Regions from separate parts of the Mus musculus genome. Here region 2 is linked to region 1. The links are chromatin contacts, called in public HiChIP or PLAC-seq maps. All regions are on one chromosome and are shown on one strand. Each heading gives the region's core, a stretch centred on a gene start, on an enhancer-like site or on the middle of the called end of the contact. The rest is flanking DNA. Distances are from core to core; before and after follow the strand shown. Region 1 has its middle 9.3 kb from the start of Gm35215. Region 2 overlaps Gm45938 (a long non-coding RNA gene).

Region 1 (4,285 bases), core at 283-2,782:
AGCAATTATATGTTGAAAGAGTAACACTGACTAATTACAGTATGTTGGCCTGGATGGACTGTGAATCAAACATAAACTGTGATAAACCTGGGTGTGGTGGCTCCTGAGGCAGATTCATGGCCAGCCTCTGCTACCTATGAAGGCAAGCCTGGTCCATAGAGTAAGACTTTGTCCTTTTTTAAAAAGTGATAATTAGAGAAATATGAATTACAAGAAAATAGGGAGTCTGGGGACATAGTTCTATCTGTAAAGTAACTGCCTTTGAAAACATGAGATCTTCATTTGATGCCCAGAGCCTATGTTAAAAAAAAAAAAAAAAAGTGGACGTTTAACACTGGGCAATGGGGAAGGGGTCAGATCCCTGGTGCTCCCTGCCTAGCCAGTCTAGCCTAACTGGTGAGTTCCAGGTAAGTGATTGAGCCTGTCTCAGAAAACAAAATGAACAGTATCCTGGGGGTGTGAACCTAAGGCTCACTTCTGATCTTGCATACATACACATTCTCACATGTGCACTTAAAACTGCATAAAAAGTGTGTTTGTTTCCCTTATAAAATTATAATAAAATGTGAGTCCTCTAACAGAAGGAACCTCCACAGCTGAGACTTAGTGACTTCCTGGAAGTCTACAAATCAGGGGCGTCAGCAAATCCCTGAGCAGTGCCACGGGACCCATATCAATGAGCACAGTTGTTTTGCAGGATGTCCAAGGATGCAATTAACATTTTGCTTACTAAGAATCTTCCAGAAATGGTGTTATACGAAGCTTTGTGTGATAAGGGCAAGTATCAAAAAAAAAAAAAAAAAAAAAAAAAAAAAAAAAAAAAACCCAAAAGAGGATCTTTTTCTGTTTTGAAATAGTCTTGCTATGTATGTAATCCAGGCTGGCCCTAAACTTGCAATTCTCCTTCCTCAACATCCTGGGTACTGCGGTGCACAAATGACTATCTCCTCAAAGCTCTGGTGTCCTCTCTTGAACCTTCTAAGCACACTGAGGAAACTCAAGGCAGCTACTTGAGGCACCCACACTCTCTTCAGCATATTTTCAAGATTCTAAATGTGGGTGTGAAATATATTGTATTATTTTTCAGTGGTACATTTGGAACATTCTTTGTTATGGAAATCTCAAACATACACAAGAGTACAGAGAAAAGAAAGACAAGGAAACCATGAAGACGTGAGAGGAAAAGGGACCTCTCAGCTTGGAGTCTGGCTGAAACATCTCACCTGAGGAGAAGCGCAATTAACAATATTTACCGTAAAGGCTGCCGGGGTAGACATAACGTGTTAAGTTTCAGACCCAGGACAAATGGCAGAGGTGCCTATTTAACATGTGAAGGGGGAACTGGCCTCCAGATCCTCCCAGCACCCCTCAGTCTCTATCAGTGGCTGGCATACCCTGCTCTCTACTCTGGACTCTTCAATCCACGGGCTGGGCTTCCCCTCCCCCAGCGGCTCTTCCCTAAGTCATCCAGACTCTATGGTTACCTGCCCCTCCTTTTGTACCTTTGGCCTCCTGGCTGCTGTATTTGGCTCCCCACGTGGTTCAGGGTTATGAGCATTCTGAACTCACTCAGATGTGTCTGCCTCTAGCTGTGTCTCCCTTATATCTGTAATGAACTTTCTCCTCCACCATATTTAGGAACAACCCCTTTCCTCCCCTCTCCCGTCTCCCCTCTCCCCTCTCCCCCCCCTCTCTCCCCCTTTCTTTTTAATTTCTTTTTTTCATTCATAATGTTCCTTTCATATACTGACCAAGACTGCTGGGCTTGAACCTGGGCTCGGATTTGCAGCAGGGAGTGGAGACGCCAGAGCAGGTGTGGCCTCAGCGTTGGGAAGAGGGAAACCCTGCATGCAGACATCCCTATGACTCATGGCCACACAAACACTAACTCTGGTGTCTGCCAGGACGGGAACTACTGGGACACAGACATCAGACTATCAGTAAACAATTATGAAGTCCAAGGGCACACACGGTCATTGTGAGAAAATGTCTGAGGAGTCATTGAAAGAGCTTCCTTTCTCAGTACTTTCTTCTTCTTCTTTTTTTAACCAAAGGCTTTACACTTTCACTTTTAAAGTCCTTTTAAATTCTTACATGAGAGAAAAGGAGAAGGCATGATTTTTTAAACACACTAAATGATTTTTACAGGCCCAAGATTATAGAGGTTCTAGTTGAGCACGGTGAGGGTGATCCTTGAAGATAATTTCATCGGCTACTTAGCAAAACTGAGTCAGCTCTTCAGCCCACTCCTGTTTTGTTTTTATGTGTTTGTTTGTTTGTTTGTTTGTTTTTGTAGTGATGGTTAATCATGACTGTCAGCTTGATGGGGTTCTGTGAGAGCATTTCTGGGAAAAATTAACCAAGAGAAGCCCCTCTACCCAGTGCTGACAATACCTCCCAGTGGGAGAGCAGACCCAAAGATGCCCTAGTCAAAAACAGTCTCTCCCACTGTCTTTGCCTTCCTGACTCCACTCCTTGATGGTGAACACATTTGTCATGGCTAACGCCACTGCTACATCCTTTACTGGTGTATCAGACTGTGTGTCTTTTAGCCTTCAGTGTGGACCACAGACTAGTAACTCTTCAGCAATATTCCCGGCCTTCAGCACAAGGTTGAGGGTGCTGGGGCACCCAGTTGTTTAGATTGACTAAGGACCAAGTCTCGAGAGTCTTGCTTCAGACAACCATTGAGTCCAGTTCAAGGGGCAAACCTAAAACTAAACCTTAAGTCTTTCTGCTCTTTCCTGTCCAATTTCTGATTTTGTTGCTTTCTAGCTGTGGTCCAGGAAATTCTAAAGCAACTGAGATGTTTCAAGAGGGTGGGGGTGAGGGAGTGGGGGAGGGGGGGGCTAATATAAGTAAAGCAAAAACTGAGACTCCAAACAGGGTTGTGAGACAATCCCTTACGCACAGTATCACAGCTCTATCAGCAAGAGAAAAGACACATCCAATGGACTCCAGGATGGTGAAGGAAACACAGCTGCCACCCCCAGATGTAAAAAGGAGAGAAATATGGGGTCTTCCATCCTTTACCACAGCAGACAGAGCGATCTGGAAGCTGGCTGAAAGAAGAGTCAGGGACATTGTACCTGAAGGAAACTCTTCACTGTGAGATGGAGCCGAACAGGGAAAGAGAAAAGAACAGATCTGAAGGCAAATATGCCAATGAGCAGAACCAACGAGCTAAGGCTAATAACTTCAAATCTGAGTGTTGCCCAGACATCTGAGAAATGCCAGTAGCCGCGGGTTGCTGGAAGTCTTCCATTACTGAGCTAATGTATTTAAAGCTCTCTCCATGTGTTCTCTCTGCTTTCTATTACTGTGATAAACACCATCACCACCAGCAACTTGGAGAGGAAAGGGTTTATTGTGGCTTACTCATCCCAGCTCACAGTCTATCTCTATGAGAAGCCAGAGCAGGAGCTGAAGGCAGGAACCTGCAGACACAGAAGCAGAGGCTATGGAGGAGTGCTGCTACTAGATTGCCCGCCATGGTTGATCACTCAAACTGGGCTGTGCTTTCTTTCCCACACCAATCATTAATCCAAGAAAATGCTCCACACACTGACTTATGGCTTTCTTTTTTTTTTTTTCTCTAGTATCCAAAAGTAAACAGTGATGTTATCTCTCTTTTTTTTGTTGTTGTTTTGTTTTCTATATTACACTTTTTTTTTTTAATTAGGAATTTTCCTCGTTTACATTTTCAATGCTATCCCAAAGGTCCCCCATACCCACCCCCCCAATCCCCTACCCACCCACTCCCCCTTTTTGGCCCTGGCGTTCCCCTGTACTGGGGCATATAAAGTTTGCAAGTCCAATGGGCCTCTCTTTGCAGTGATGGCCGACTAGGCCATCTTTTGATACATATGCAGCTAAAGACAAGAGCTCCCGGGTACTGGTTAGTTCATATTGTTGTTCCACCTATAGGGTTGCAGTTCCCTTTAGCTCTTGGGTAATTTCTCTAGCTCCTCCATTGGGGGCCGTGTGGCCCATCCAATAGCTGACTGTGATCATCCACTTCTGTGTTTGCTAGGCCCCGGCATAGTCTCACAAGAGAGAGCTATATCTGGGTCCTTTCAGCAAAATCTTGCTAGTGTATGCAATGGTGTCAGCATTTGGAAGCTGATTATGGGATGGATCCCTGCATATGGCAATCACTAGATGGTCCATCCTTTCGTCACAGCTCCAAATTTTGTCTCTGTAACTCCTTCCATGGGTGTTTTGTTCCCATTTCTAAGAAAGGGTAAAGTGTCCACACTTTGGTCTTTGTTCTTCTTGAATTTCA
Region 2 (4,492 bases), core at 74-2,573, 170 kb before region 1:
ACATGAGGATCAGTGTTTCGTTACACAGACTGGAATATGAAGTGGGCATTGATACCATCTATACACACTATGATCTGAAGCAATGCTAGTCAGTAACTAATTTTGGGGGGGGGGATTGGTTTATTTGTTCTGTAGATAGTATTCTGCCTGCATGTATGTCTGCAAACCAGAAGAGGGCACCAGATCTCATTACAGATGGTTATGGCCACCATGTGGTTACTGGTAATTGAACTCTGGAAGAACAGTCAGTGCTCTTAACCTCCGAGCCATCTCTCCAGCCCCCAGTAACTAAATTTTTAATTGCTCATCTTTGGTATGTGTGTATTTGTGAGTCATGTGGTTGCCAGTGTGTGCAGAGTCCAACTTTATCTTTCTAATATATTAAAGTTTGTTTTTTGTTTGTTGTTTTACAAGGCAGGGTTTCTCTGTGTAGCCATGGCTGTCCTGAAGCTCACTCTGTAGACCAGGCTAGCCTCGAGATCTGCCTCCCTCTACTGCCTGAACACTGGGATCATAGGCGTGTACCACCACTGCCCAGCTAAAATTTGATTTTTTTTCCCCTTCAGTATAATTATTTTATGTATATGAGTGAGTGTGTTCCTGCACCACATGTGTTTGGTGGCCACATGGGCAAACAAAACAGTATCAGATCCTTTGAAACTGGAACTACCAAGGTTATAAGCCACCATGTGATTTACAGATAACTGAACCTGGTCCTCTAGAAAGAGCAGCAACTACTCTTAACTGCCAGCCCACCTCTCTTGAGTTCACCCTTCAGTTTTTTATGACAGAGTCTCTCCCTGGAGCTCACTGAGTAGGGTAGGGTGGCTAGCCAGCAAGCCCTAGGTATCTGCTCGTCTCCTCCTCTCGCCAGTGCTGGGATTTTAAAAATCATGCAACCACACCCAGTTCTTTTATGTGAGTTCTGAGAGTTGAGTTCATGTCCTTGAACTTGCAAGACAAGCACTGGACTGCCCGAGCCCTCTCCCCAGCCTCGTGTTAGGCACTGTTGAAGTTTTAGACCTTTCCATATTTTCTCCATTACGCACCACACATTTCAGTGACAAATTATGGCATTTCTTCCTGGCCCAAGGTTCATAATGATCTTCAAAGGGAAGAAATGATATCATGTAACTGGAACATTCACTGAGGACGGGAGTCAGATGCACAGAGTCTCCTGAGATCTCCAGCTACGGACATTTGTGTGTGCAGCTGTTACATTCCACCCATTTCCTGTCCTCCTGCTCCCAGCCTGCTGAGCAATGCCAAAGGACATCTTGTCCCCAGGCCTGCTCATGCTCCTAGGGACCCAGCCGATCTCACTCAGCTAGCTCCTAGCATCCAGAGGTATTTGGGTCACTCCCTGCCAGACTCCTGCCAAAAGCCCTTCCACATTCCTCTCTCCTCTCCCTCTTCTCCACTTCTCCGCCCCCTGACCATATAAGATCATTCGGTGTGACCTAACAATGTGCCTCTTTACCCACCCACCTCAGACCATGTCTCAAAGGTGGAAATGCTCTTTTCTTTTCAAGGTCTTTTCTTTACACTTGAGACTCTCTCCTAGACACTCCTCCATCAGCCACCAGCACTTTGCTCCATTTCTGTTTTCCCCCCTCCTCTTTCCAGCTTCTCTTGCCCAGAAAAACACCGACTTTCCCTTAAACTTAGAAAAGACTCTTTTAGCCCATTCCTCAAGTTAAAGCCATCTCTGCCTTTTGTTTTATTTGAAGTTTGCTTGGTGAGGTATATTCCCCAAGTCTTTAATCTGTGCTTCTCTCAATTTGTTTCCAATGGTCTCCTAATATCACATGTGTAGAAAATTTAAATATTCAAAATTTGATCCACCATGGACAGAGAGGGCAGCTCTCAACAGTATCGGCCACTAATGCAGAGAGTCATGGCTGGTGAATGTGGTGAGAAAGGAACTTGAGTGCTCAGCCCTAGGAGAGACATCTTTGCTAACTAACCCTACCCCTGCTCCTCCAAGGCTCAGGAGACAGAGGAAGAGTAGGGAGAAAGTGAAAGTTTTTCTCTGCTGGTGAAATGAGCCAATTCAAACCAGATTGGAGAATATAAGGGGGAGCCCTTCATGGGGAGTGACTTCAGGGTCCCAAGAAATGAGGCCAGGAAAGTGGCCCAGGGTGAGGGAGACAGGGGTGGGGGATGGGGGTGGGAGGAGTGGCTGGGGAGGAGGGCAGACAGAAATCGAGAAAGGGCTTGCTCACAAGAGGGAGAGAAAATACAGAGAGAGAGGGGGAGGAGGGAAAGGAAGGAGGGGGAGGAAGAGAGTGGGAGTACTGAGGAACAGGGAGGGAGGGAGGGAGGGAGGGAGAGAGAGAGAGAGCACAAAATGCCTGGATTGTACCGGGAGGAGCTTATGGGGGAGGGGAAGCCCAGCCCCTGGGCTGTAAAATTCAGGGTAGAGGGCAGGGTATGCCAGCCATGCCCTGTATACATAGAGACTGAAGGATGCTGGGAGAACCTGGAGCTCTGGTCCTCTTTGGTGTGTAAAATATGCACCTCCACCACTTGTCCTGGATCTGAACTGCATCAGAAAGAACATAAGAACTGGAGGGTGGGGAGGAGCGACGTGAAACGTCTTCTGGATCCGAGATGGCGATTGTACTCACACCGTACTTAGGCAGATGTGGCTCCCTGCACAAGGTCAAGTCAGCCAGAGAATTCAGTCACAGATTAAGGCGGTGTTCTCTAGGCCCTACCCCTACTGAGGAGCTACTAGCAATTGATAAGCTACTGGGGAAGGAGAACCGGCTTTTTGAGGGCGTGGTCGCTGGTAGGTTTTCTATTCCCAGTGGATGGTCCCACATGCATGCACATATAGATGGTACTAATTGAATCCAGTGGGGAAGAGGAGGAAGAGGAGAAAACGGAGTTAGAAGAGGTAAGTATGGAGGGACATGGGAAATATAGAAAGAGACTGGCATGGATATGACCTATTTCGTGTGAGAAATGGTGTATACATGTGAGAAATTCTCAAGAGTTAAGAAAATTACATAATTATATAAGTGTAATTATTTAGAGGGCTCTAAATTCGACTCTGATATAAAGAATTTTGCTCATTACACTCAAAGCCCTAATGTTAGTTTTCGGTCTTTTCTCATATGCTGTACATATGTGTCTCAATACCCAAGTTAGACTGTGAGTTCCTTTGGAAAGCCATCTCAGCTTCCCTTCTGTACTGGCTAGTTCTGTGTCAACTTGACACAGCTGGGGTTATCACAGAGAAAGGAGCTTCAGTTGAGGAAATGCCTCCATGAGATCCAACTCTAAGGCATTTTCTCAATTAGTGATCAAGGGGGAAAGGCCCCTTGTGGGTGGGACCATCTCTGGGCTGGTAGTCTTGGGTTCTATAAGAGAGCAGGCTGAGCAAGCCAGGGGAGGCAAGCTAGTAAAGAACATCCCTCCATGGCCTCTGCATCGGCTCCTGCTTTCTGACCTGCTTGAGTTCCAGTCCTGACTTCCTTGGTGATGAACAGCAGTATGGAAGTGTAAGCCGAATAAACCCTTTCCTCCCCAACTTGCTTCTTGGTCATGATGTTTGTACAGGAATAGAAACCCTGACTAAGACACCTTCCTAGTTGTGCCCAAGTGGCTCTTGCCAAATCTTATAATAGTCAGCCTCTAGATGGCCCCATAACTCACCACCTACGTCATGACCCTGTGTTGACCCTTCCTATACTCGATAGGGTGGGTCGAAGCAACTGGTGGGCCAGTAAGAAAATGATTGTTGTGACCTTTGAAGCTAGGTTACAAAAGACAACTATAATTACAATTAATTACAGTTAAAATTTGGTCTTGCTATCTCTTGGATTGCTCTGGGGGAAGCTGACTTACAGGACAGCCCTATAACAGAGGCTTCCTAGCAATACCCAAGAGAACATCTTGGTACTGGGTCCTCCATCCCATCCAAACCTCCTGATGACTGCCATCTTCGTTCATATTTTGACTACAATAAGAGAAGATGAACAAGAAGCCCCAAGCTCAACTACTCTCAAATTCTTAACCCACATAAATGTGAGACACCAGCTTCTTGTCTTCAAATATTAAGTTGTTAGTACTTTATCATCCCACAGTAGATCGCTAATATAAATTTTGGTACTGAACATGCAACAGGACTGCCCTGACAAAATCCTCACATATTGAGATGGCTTTGGACCTGGGAAGTAAACAGAAGTATTAGAAGAAAACTATCAGAGAAGCCTGGGAATCCTGAAGGTCCAATAGGAGCTTGGTGGTCTTTAGGAGGCGGCAGGTCAAGTTTGAGGGAAATGATTGCAAACGCAGGGAACATGAGTCCTTCCCAGGAAGTGGCAGTGAGCTCTCTACAGTTCTGCAAAGTTCAAAGCACTCTAGTGAACTTGAAGGTCTGAGGACAACCTGTGGGGATAGGTTCTCTCCTTCCGCTGTGTAGGTTCTGGGGACCAAACCCAGTCTGTCAGGCTTGGTGACAAGCACCTTTGTCCACATAGCC

Evidence for each region. HiChIP or PLAC-seq counts read pairs in DNA pulled down with a chosen protein or histone mark.
Region 2: an H3K27ac HiChIP or PLAC-seq map of acute myeloid leukemia shows a contact between it and region 1, with 4 times the contacts expected there. The contact joins two enhancer-like sites. A contact is called at or near these places in 1 of 15 datasets of contacts at CTCF or cohesin (pro-B cells), 4 of 484 Hi-C or Micro-C datasets (the G1E-ER4 cell line, the HL-1 cell line, bone marrow-derived macrophages and 1 more), 9 of 115 datasets of contacts at active chromatin or transcription factors (the 230-238 cell line, acute myeloid leukemia, bone marrow-derived macrophages and 6 more) and 1 of 9 other capture datasets (embryonic stem cells).

The regions. Positions count from the first base shown.
Region 1 is chr13:98,953,043-98,957,327 of GRCm38.p6, reverse strand. No RefSeq gene overlaps it. Among named protein-coding and RNA genes, the nearest start is that of Gm35215, 9.3 kb to the right of the region's middle. Within about 2 kb of position 1,532, at least 86 of the 459 cell types and tissues checked have an H3K27ac peak or open chromatin away from gene starts, as enhancers often do. A contact at or near this core is called in acute myeloid leukemia, bone marrow-derived macrophages, fibro-adipogenic progenitors and 1 more, where this site is marked.
Region 2 is chr13:99,121,897-99,126,388 of GRCm38.p6, reverse strand. It overlaps Gm45938 (a long non-coding RNA gene), which reads right to left. Exons shown (of 5, transcript XR_001781030.1): 5 at 3,931-4,492. Among named protein-coding and RNA genes, the nearest start is that of Gm45938, 14 kb to the right of the region's middle. Within about 2 kb of position 1,323, at least 85 of the 459 cell types and tissues checked have an H3K27ac peak or open chromatin away from gene starts, as enhancers often do. A contact at or near this core is called in acute myeloid leukemia, bone marrow-derived macrophages, fibro-adipogenic progenitors and 1 more, where this site is marked.